Regions from separate parts of the Mus musculus genome. Here all the other regions are linked to region 3. Evidence: chromatin contacts called from public Micro-C and promoter capture Hi-C data. All regions are on one chromosome and are shown on one strand. Each heading gives the region's core, a stretch centred on a gene start, on an enhancer-like site or on the middle of the called end of the contact. The rest is flanking DNA. Distances are from core to core; before and after follow the strand shown.

Region 1 (3,662 bases), core at 453-2,952, 1.0 Mb before region 3:
CAGCTCTGAGAGAGGGGAGGAGCGTCAGTCTGCTCTGCACACTCGTTAGTTATGGTACTTTTTCTCAGTGTCTTTTACAGTCTTACGAGGTTCCCCACGCCAGCCCCCACTCCCACACGCCATAGTCCTCTTTGACCATAAATCCTCACATCTTCAATAAACCAGAGCTGGTCTCCACCCCCGAATGCACCAGCCGCCGAGGGGATTGCAAGGGCCACCTCTGCTCTGTGAAGTGGAGTCCGGGGCGTGGAGGGTGAGGGGCGGGAGAAGGATGGGAAGAGGGCCGGGTAGAGGACGAGAGAGGGAGACCCGCAGCTCTAGATACAGTCCCTGGCGAGGGGCAGGTGAGGCGCATAACGATGCTTCTCCGGAGGTGGGGGCTGCCAGTAGTCCACGTCTGACCCGGGGCTAGCGGGCGATAAAGTGCAGCTGTATGGGGACGTGGAGTTGGAGGATGACGCCGGGCTGTTGGTGCAGCTCCAGGAGGAAGGTGGAGAAGGGCTGTCCCCGCTGGCGCCGAGCGCAGCTCCCGGGCTCAGGAGCACCGCCTCCGTGAAGAGCGCCCCCTGGAGGCCACCGGCGCCGGCGCAGTGGTCCGCCAGGCGCAGAGTCTCGGTGAGCGCCCAGATGTAATTGTGGGCGAAGCGCAGCGTCTCGATCTTCGTGAGCTTGGCATCCTCGGGGAAGGTGGGCAGCACCTCGCGCAGCGCGTCCAGCGCGGCGTTTAGGTTGTGCATGCGGTTGCGCTCGCGGTTGTTGGCCTTGAGCCTGCGGGTCTTCTTGATGCGCTGCACCGTCTCCGCCGTCTTGGCACCTCGGGAGACGGCCCGTGAGCGCGACGGGCGACGCTTGCACTCGTGCATCAGGCCCAGCAGCCGCCCTGGCCGGCAACCCCCGGCACCCGACGCCGGACTGCCCTGCACCCCCTGCCCGGCTTCCGCTCCACGCTGCCCACGCGCGGAGCCCGGCCGGCGCAGCTCCTCGTCCTCCTCCTCGTCCGCGCTGGAGGACATCGGGGTCAGGGTCGCCGAGGCCGGGGAAGCCGAGCCCAGCAGCATCAGTACCTCCTCTTCCTCCTTCAACTCCAGAGTCTCAGATTTGACGAACATCCTGAGAAAGAAGAGGCAGATGAAATTTATTCCCAGAATGGACAGGGTAAAGTGTCGCTGGCGCCGCGCCCCGCCCCCCCCCCCTCCATCTCCCTCAATGTGCATTCGCGAAGATGGCGAGGACAGAGCTGGGGAGGAGCGCCCCGGGCTCGAGCCACCTTCTGCCGGTCACAGAAGTCACTGCGTCTAGAGCGATGGAGTTAGCGTGGGCGGCGTGAGCCTGCGTGGGGACACTGCCTGCGAAGTGGAGAGCCGCGGCATGCACACTTACCTACGCGGCTCCAGATGTGTCGCGGCGCAGCTGCTGCTCCGGTGTGTGTCCGGGAATGTCCCCGCAGCCCGGAACCGAGCACGGTGTCCTCCGCGCCGCGGGCTTGGCGCTTCCTAGGCGCACCTCCGCGGGGGGGCCTCTCGGCTGGGCGACTTTGCCAAGAGCCCGGACGACCGCGGCAGCTCGCCCGAGTCTCGTGTGTTGTCGTTCTCGTGCGTGGTTGTCTGTCAGTCAGTCCCTGGCCGTGTGGCTGCTGGCACGCGACTCCAAGGCACTCCAGTTAAAGCCGAGCTGCTTGTGGTTCAGTGGCTGCGTGTCTGGCACACGACTCTCCTTAAAACCCCTTATATACCACCAAGAAAACAATCAGATCTGCCCCGGGGCCCCCTCCTCACCTACCCTTCCCCCGCCCTCTCCTCCTCCGCCTGTCCTGGTCCCCCGCTCTCCCTCCCCAGCTTATTCTTTTCATCGTATTATCATCATTCATTTCTTTCCCTTTCTTTAGTCCCTCTCCCCCTCCCCTGGCCTGGCCATCCATCCTCCTCCTCCATCACCCCCGCCCCTCCGTCCCCCCTTTATCTAATCAGCATAAAATGGTTCTAAAGCTCCTGTTGGCGCTCCAGGCTGCAGCCCAAGCTACCGAAGCCGCGGCGGCGGCAGTGGCTCAAGCTGCGGCTGTTGTCGCCGCCGCTGTCTATTGTGATTGGTGGCTCGCGCTCGGCTGGAGCGTGCCGCTAATTTATTAATGAAAGGAGGTCGCGAGGCGCAGCTGGCCAATCAGTGTTCCCGGGACTCCGGGAGGCCTGCGAGCCACGCGCACCGGAGCCCGCTCCCTTTCAGCAGCTCATTAGGGGCCCGAGTGCTGGGGGCCCATGGCGGGGGGGGGGGGGGGCACCCCGACTACTGCTCCCGCCCGAGTCCTCCATACGCGTCCCGCCCGTCTCAGCCGGGGTCTCACGGGCGGGCGACCGGAGCCTTGAATTAGTGAGAGTCAGAATCCCGGAGAAGGCAGCCTGGTGGTGCTGCCGGCCATGTCTCGGCAAAGCCTCTTTGGGGCCGTATCAACTAGAAAACGGGTTTTAAAACACCTTAGTCTAATTAGGAAAAGGAAGGGGTCACGTACGTGTGCCAGACAGGAGGCACGTTGTGAGAGAGTGTGCCTGAGTTCTAGAGAAACGTGTCTATGACTGTTTGGGAAACATTAGGAGTTCACAGAGACGTCCCCTAGAAGGGGAAATTGGTCGGAGAGCAATTGATGAGCATTAAAAAAAAATAAAATAAAATAAAATAAAATAAACGCACTCACTTGACACACCCATTTTCCCTGAGACACAGTGAGGCTTCACGCCTTGACGTAATTTGGGGGGCTTCTGGTGCGGAAGGGGATGGGTACCAACAACAGGTTAGAGCCAGATGATACTATAAGGTGGCTTCCTGTGTGGGTGGCAAAGGCAGGCGTGCTACTGCTCCTAGGAGCGAGTGGATCACTCTGACACTTGTATGACCTCTGCTCCGCTCTGGGGGGCGTTGTTGAGACATAGGGCCTGTCCTCCCAATTCTGCCTTTTCAATGGGGAGAAAAAAAATAGAAAGGAGCTCTAGCTCCCTGCTGGACTTGAGAGGAAACTTGTTCTGAATTGCTGTCTGTCCCTCCCCTTTACCACTAGACGCAGAACCAGAGTCCCAGAAGTGAGTGAGTCCTGAGTGTCATCTGGGACCGGTCGCGGGGTCCTTTTTTGCGAGGATGAAAGGAGAGTCTTGGGAGGGGCTTTAGCAGTCCACCAGAGCCAGAGAAAGAGATTATCCGCAGGTCTCTGGCTCCTTAGTTCGTTGGGACTGAAAATGAGCTGAATCTCAGAGAAGAGTTCAGCCAGAGCACTGTTCGCATTGGCACGGTTTGCGTGTGTTTAGTTCCCTTAGAGGGCTACGGAGCAGGATTTGGAGAGCGTGGAGCCGAAGAAAAGCAAAATTAGCATCCAGGGAAATAGTCTGGATCTTTGCAGCACCCCAACCTCCAGTATTTTCTGTCAAACTTTCATTTCTTCCCCCTTTAAAAAAAGCACATTTCCTAAATGTAAAAGCATTATTTCATCTAGTTCCCGCTAGATCCTCTCGGAACACTTTAATTTCCCTTGTAGACAGGACTGAAATAATGGGAAGGCACAGACGATACTGGACTTCAACACACGCCATCCGGCCCTCTCAGAGACTCTTCCTTTGAGTCTCTAGCTCTGTCTAGAAACTCGCAAGAAGCCGAATAGTCTGGAAGGCAAAAAATATATA
Region 2 (3,543 bases), core at 547-3,046, 1.2 Mb after region 3:
TTTGGGGGAATGCTGGTTCTCACCATGAGATCCTTCTGGTCAGGGGTCTTATGTTCCTGACTTAAACTTTATTGAAACAAACAAAACAAATTATCCATCACTACCTAAGTTTCTGCTTATAGCTAATTGGCCCAATTCCAGTAAAACAAATTAAAATAGTTGTGATCCGGAAAAATAACAACTCATTAAAATCATTTGGAGAAACTCATTGTCTCTTAGTTTTAGTGAAATTAAAGTAATTTTAGTAACTTCTGTCTTCACCAGCTTCTTCTTATTCCAAAATATACAGGATTTTAACTATGAAACTGACAAGAAAGTGGATAACTAAGCCTGAATGACAGAAATGTATTAATATCTTGCTTCAGCTTAACATTGAAAAGTTCTGCCTCCATGTAAATGAAAACTCCTAGAACAGACGCTGTGAAGGCAGGAAAAGGAGCGTCTGACAGAAAGGATAAACTCATTACACTTTCTCAAAGTTAATTGAGGAGCAGAACACAGTCTACCAAAATAAACAACACACTGCTTCTGAAAAAGTATATCAATTTGTAAATTAGGACAAGTTAAAAGGAAATCAATTTTTAATATTTTTAAACTTTGATTTCTTCTGATATAAGTATTAGAAACACTAAGACCACCTTTAAACATCTCGCATTTTCCAATGTGTTTTGTGTAGGGGGCTTTGGAAGTGTGTGTGTGTATATGTGTGTGCGTGTGTGTGTGTGAATACGGCACTGAGGTGTCGGTGTCCTGCTCACAATCTAGGATATGAATATGACATATATTACCCTGAGATGTTTTCATTTCTAATATGAGCTAGGGGATAGCATCTATTTCCTGATAAACAGCATATGCCAGTGTCGTTCAGTTTCAAATGTGTGTGCCAGCTGTTTCTCTCAAAATTCCATCAAAACAGAGAACACCTATAAATCTTATGTCCCAAGGAGAAGAGTTCTCATCTTGGGCAATTTGCATGCCACATTCTAAGTAATACTTCTTAGGAAACATTTAAACACCAGCCACAGTTATGACTGAAGGCTGAGTTTGCAAAATTAGTAGGTCCAGTAGAAACAGGACAAACCTGTTATCCAGGGAGGTGTTTTGGTGCAAATGTCAGAGTAACTGTTTAAAATTAATCTGCTGTTCAGTTCCCTTTTTACAGCAGGGCAATACATTCTATATACAATGCAAATATAACTTCTACATACTGACAGGTATGTATACACACGCCAGAAAGGGAGATTGAATTTGGCTCTAAAAGTATCTGCTTCTACATAAATCTTTCACAAATAAAACTTTAGTGCGTTTAACTTGTTTATGAAGCTAAGCCACACATACCCCGTCATTGTCAATTTCAACAAATTAGGGCAGTAACTTACCTAGAGAAGCATTTCAATTTTTTTTTCTTTTGCTAACTTGAATTTATCCGAAGTTAGAAAATGAGATATCCAGAATTCAGGTTTACTTGGCTCCACGTTAATTAGCGGAGCTTTCAGTTCGTGCCATCTGCCTCAACAGGATTCTGAGAGCACTCCTCAGCTCCGGTGCCGGTGTCTGGACCCTTCCAGCAGTCTTTTTATTTATACACACATTGTCCTTTTCAAAACAAGCAGCCAGCTGGAATGATTCAGACCTCTGTTCAGCACACCGTTAAAATGCAGCTTCCTTCTCGGACACGAGCCTTACCCCAGGGAGCAGACCGGGTACAGCAAAAAGGCTATGAGAACTATTTAATCACCGGAATACCAGCTGCTCCTGTCTGCTTCTGCCACTGCTGCTGTGCCTCTTGCTTAGCTGGAGTCGGTCTTTCCCTCCCTCCCTCCCTCTCTCCCTCCCTCCCTTTTTCTCTCACATCTCCAGAACTATGAAGGCAGCTCTGCCGGGTTATGATTGGCAGAAACAGCCAATTCCTTCAGCTAATCATCCTCAAGACTTTCAAGGACCTGAAGCTGTTGTGATGTCATCCAGGCAGTGGGATGTTACACATGAACACATTCCAGCAGAAGCTAATTCAGCAGCCGGCAGCCTTCCTCTCACACAACACTGATTGATTGATTAGGTGCCCCTTGAGGATTTGGATAATCGTTCACTGGACAGTTTGAATATTTCCTACATAATCCGAGAATAAGATTTCACTTTGCAGCTATGTCACTGTATCAAGTGGGTTAATAAAAGTTCGTGATGGGGCTTTCTGTTGTGAATATGTGCCAGCCAAAGAGTCTAATTTCAAACAGAACAAAAGCCAGCAATGAGCAATAGAAAACTTGGAGAACTGTCTGTGAGCTACCAAATCCTGATACTTATAATAGCATAAACATGTGTTATCAGTAAGGACAGATAAATATGTAAAACTATATAATGTTAATTAACAGAGGTAAAATTTGATTCCTATGGGAAACTACATTTCTATTTCTCAAATTTAAAAATTATATATATATATATTCATATATATATTTAAATATAAATATACAAGAAAAAAAATGAAAACTTGTTTCAAGACAGAATAGAGCTGCAGAATACTCTCTAATCTGGTGTGTGTGTCTTCAGTTATAAGCAATACATGTAATATTCGGACAATTTCAGTAAAATCCCGTGACTAGAGAGGGGGGTGGAAGTAGTGGAGAAGCCATTAAAGCTTGGCTTTATGATGTCTGTATCCAGTATTATTGGTGTTAACGTCTGCATAACATTTGTCTGCAAATTGCCTAAATTCTCATGCACAGTGAGTTGAGAAAAAGTTTATGTTTATAAAATCTTCAAGCAGCATTCAGCAACTTCTTACCCGGATGGCAAAGAAGCATTTGAAGGTCAAGACATGTTGACTTAGTGATGCCCATTACAATTGAGAGAGATAAGCATACTGCAGACGTATCTTTTTATCAATAATATAATATTATGAGGAAAATACCATGCCATGGTTCAGTGTTGATTAAAATGCATTTTAAATGCTAATTGAAAATTTCTATCTTTTATAGTTTTACCTGTCTGGTTATGGTGCTGGGAATTGAACCCAGAGCCCTTCAGTTTCTAGTATAGCCTCTGTTACCATACCAGATCCCACCATAGTTTTGCTTTTTTGTTGTTTTGCTTGTTTGTTTTTTAATTTCATTATTTATTTAGCATTTTAAGTTTTTGGAAAATTGCATAATTGAGGAAGAAACATTATTGCAAATTGTTCAACCCATTACAGTCTTGCTGCGTTCCTATTTCAAAGGCCAACAGAAGCAGTGCTATATACAAACGGTTGAACTTGTTGGAATTAAATGGTAGCTCCATGATTCTCACTGCAAAACTATCAAATAGAACCTTGAAGCAGGATCCACAGCCTTGTCAGGGTTATGGCCATGGACAGTGTAGAATCATAACAAAGGAAATAACATGATCAAGTCCATTATTACTCTAGCACCAGCTTTGATATGAAGATACTTAACCATTTTTTAATTGTGAGGACTTTGACAATGGAAGTGTTACAATGTTAGTCAGTTCTAAGACATACCATGGTATTTATTAAATATTAATTATTGAAACACATCCAAAGACAGG
Region 3 (3,188 bases), core at 316-2,815:
TGCTCTTCCGACATACTCCATGTTTCAACAGCAGATCATCTATAAAGATATCATTTTCATTTGATTTAAAAGTGCTCACACTTCCTTTTATGCAACTGTAAGGAAACCTACAGCACACACACACACACACACACAAATGCATCCCTTCCCTGATAGTGGAAATTAGCGATAGGTTTGGGGTTTGATGCTCGGTAAACCAACACTCCCTCCTGACTGAGTCTCTAGTTGCCCCTGTGCAGATCTTCAGTAGGTACCCTGTCCCTCCTTAACATCTCAAGGAAGTCCTGCCACTTCAGTGGAGGAGGTCGTTTTACACAAGCTAGGCTACCCTGGGGAAACGCTCTCTCGGGCTCTAGGGCTTTCCTCTGCCTGGATAAATAAATCCTCTCAGAGACGATGTACACCTAAATCCTAGAATGATGGTGAGCGACTCATCTTAGTGCAAAGAAGGATAGCGGATACATGGCAGGGACGTGGGTTCTGTTGGGTGGCCCTTTTCCTGAACGGAACAACTACTTGGATGCCGAACCAGACTCTCCACCAAGCCAAGTTGAACTTTCGGCATCGATAAATATGGCACCATCTCAGAGAGCGAGTGTTCTCTCGTTAGCTCATCCGAACCTGGGTCAGATCGCAGATACAGCGCGGGCTGAGCAAGAGACATCTATTTACCAAAAATGTGATAAATGTTGCATTTTACATGCATCTCCTTTCCTCTCCGAACACACATACACACACATTCGCACTCGCGTGCGCGCACACTTCTCAGGATGACAGCTACAACTGCAGAGATCATAAATTCACTAAGTCCCCCGTGGAGAGGTGGAGGACCCGAGAAGATGGGCTGGGAATTCGGAGCACCCGCCACAGTAGGGCAAAGGTTTCCTTCCCTGTGTGCCCCACCCGCACCAAGCCAGGGTCCGTCTCCCCGCCTCGGCCCGCAGGCTCTCTATCCCCACGAGGGAGACGAGGGGTCGTGGGGAGGAGGAGATGCCAGGCAGGGACGCTTACTTTCCGAGCTCCTCAAAGAGCTGATACTCGTCGGTGAACCGGGTGCAGGTGGTGGTCGAAGCCATGGCGGGGTCTGGACAGTGCGACGGGCGACACGCGAACAGACCTGGCTTCCCGGGACTGGCGCCGCCGCGCTGTCACCCGGGGCCGCCCTCACTTTCCGTGTCCGAAAGTAGCTCGCCGGCGAGGGAGTGCGCGCAGGGGCGGGGCGCGCGGGGCGAGGTGGCCAGACCAGCCCGCTCCGCGATCCCTTGTCCTCTCCTCCTCCCGCCGCGGTGGCCGGGCCGAGGGCTCCCGAAGGGGCGGGGGAGAGGTGTCAGGAGGGGTTGCCGCGGTCACCGAGGCCGCACGGAGAGCTCAACGCAGCGCCCGGAGTGGCGGGCGGCAGCGGCCGAGTGAACACCCAGCCGGTCGTTCCAGCGGGCAGAGGAGGCGCTGGTGGCCCGCGCTCCCTCCTCTCCACGGGGCCGCAAGGCTGGGAACCCGCGGGGCGACAGAGTGCGCTCGCTCGGCTCGGGCGAAGCTGGCAGCCGCGGCTCCTCCCCGGCGCCTCCTCCCTCCTCTCCCCGCCCAGCGAAGCCCCCTCCTCGGCGGCCCCACACCTCCCTCTAGCGACTCCAGCCGCGTCCCTTCGGGCTGCTCTCCCGCAGCCGTCTAGGGAGACCGAAGGGAGATGCGCGGAGCAGCAGGGAGCGCGCTTAAGGGGACGGGACTGAGATGTCGCAGTGACCCACGAAGGGCGGAAAGATGAGAGACCACTCGAAGCTCCCACAACCCGGATGCCTCTACCCGGGCGGGATGGCCGCGAGGCCGGGGAAGCCGAGAGAGGGAAGCAACCCTTGCATCTGGGCGCGGTTCGCGTTTACTGCTCCCAGACCCGGGTCCAACGTCCCCCGGCTCGCAGCTACTGCCTGGGGCTGCCAGCCTTGGCCACCTCTGCTGCGCCCGGCTGTCCCTTAGCTAGGGGCAAAGATGGTCAGGGCACCACGTTTCGCTTCAGTTTTTACTGTCACGTCTTCGCCCTTCTCTCCCCTTTTCCCGACTAGGGCGATCCCCATAAGCATTTGCTTGATCATAAACTCTAACATAATGAAACCCAAAAGTGCACCACTCTGCCACACCTTCCTTCCTCTCCAGAGTAACTCCCCTGTAACCTCAGCAAGTTCTGATAGTAAGAAGGCTTCTCGCGAGATGTCCCACGCCAGTGGCGAGGGGGTGGGGCGGTAGGAAGGTTGGCTGTGGGTCACGCGACCCAGAGGGGGCTGACGTCATTAGCGTCACGTGAGCGTGCCTAGCCTGTTTCGCGTTGCCGAGGGAGAAGGGAGAGGGAGGGTGGGAGTTCTTTACCTGCATTCTCAAAGAGCAGGCCAAGTAGGGGCACAGGAGTGTACTCCCTCAGTGGCTATCTGGAAAACCATTTAAGAGTTCAAGAACGTGTGTACAGTTAAGCATATCTGACACTGTTGCTTAAAAATTAGCATGGAGAAAAAAAATTAGCATGTAAGATGGGTTAAGGTGTAAGTGGTGGCTAAGATCATTTCTGAGCCTTCTTTTCACTTCTGAGTCTTTAATAAACGAGGCAATTGCAGATTTAGAGGCCTACGGAAAATAGAGACGCATCATGAACTTTTAAAAAATTTTCTTCAGACTGTTGCTTTTTGTTCTACAGCAGGAAACCATAAAATCCTGCATTTCTATTGCTTATGTGCTCGTGCTTAGAATCACATCGTGCACTTAAAATTTCACAGTGGGAAGATGATAGATAACTTTCAGTTAGGGAGCCTGTACATGCTTTTAGGGCGGCTATAAGTTACTACTTTGCAGGTTCTTTTATTCCCTGTTCTAAAGAATGCTGAGTGGCCTTTGAACTGAAGTACTCAGACGGCCATATAATTTTTAAATGCTTTTTTTTGTTATAGATTTTGCAAATATTACTCATACTTCTAATAGCCCTCTCCCACTCAACACAAGAAAATACTTTTTGAATTTAGTCATCATTCAATGTCTGCATTGTTTTGCCCATGAAAATGTCATTTACTGGCCTGTTTTACTATAATTTTCCCTTCAATTTTACTTACATCATTTGATATTCTGCCCACGCACTAGATTCCTAGTGCTGATTTTTGACGTTGCCAAGCACGTGGGATCAGCACACGTCCCGCTTTGTCTTGTATTGT

The links. Promoter capture Hi-C pulls out the DNA fragments that hold promoters and counts their contacts. A called contact is a pair of places that touch in the nucleus more often than the background predicts.
Region 1: a contact with region 3 is called in a Micro-C map of embryonic stem cells, with 10 times the contacts expected there. The contact joins the promoter of Neurog2 here to the promoter of Camk2d in region 3. A contact is called at or near these places in 2 of 39 promoter capture datasets (embryonic stem cells and pre-B cells), 3 of 484 Hi-C or Micro-C datasets (all in embryonic stem cells), 1 of 115 datasets of contacts at active chromatin or transcription factors (astrocytes) and 1 of 9 other capture datasets (embryonic tail).
Region 2: a promoter capture Hi-C map of hippocampal neurons shows a contact between it and region 3, with 2.0 times the contacts expected there. The contact joins the promoter of Ndst4 here to the promoter of Camk2d in region 3.

The regions. Positions count from the first base shown.
Region 1 is chr3:127,631,176-127,634,837 of GRCm38.p6, reverse strand. Neurog2 (neurogenin 2) reads right to left here and starts at 1,702. Exons shown (of 2, transcript NM_009718.3): 1 at 1,381-1,702; 2 at 1-1,110. The coding sequence starts at 1,109. The coding sequence ends at 318.
Region 2 is chr3:125,402,344-125,405,886 of GRCm38.p6, reverse strand. It overlaps Ndst4 (N-deacetylase/N-sulfotransferase (heparin glucosaminyl) 4), which reads right to left and starts at 1,796. Exons shown (of 14, transcript NM_022565.2): 1 at 1,380-1,796.
Region 3 is chr3:126,595,328-126,598,515 of GRCm38.p6, reverse strand. Camk2d (calcium/calmodulin-dependent protein kinase II, delta) reads right to left here and starts at 1,565. Exons shown (of 21, transcript NM_001346635.1): 1 at 1,012-1,565. The coding sequence starts at 1,076.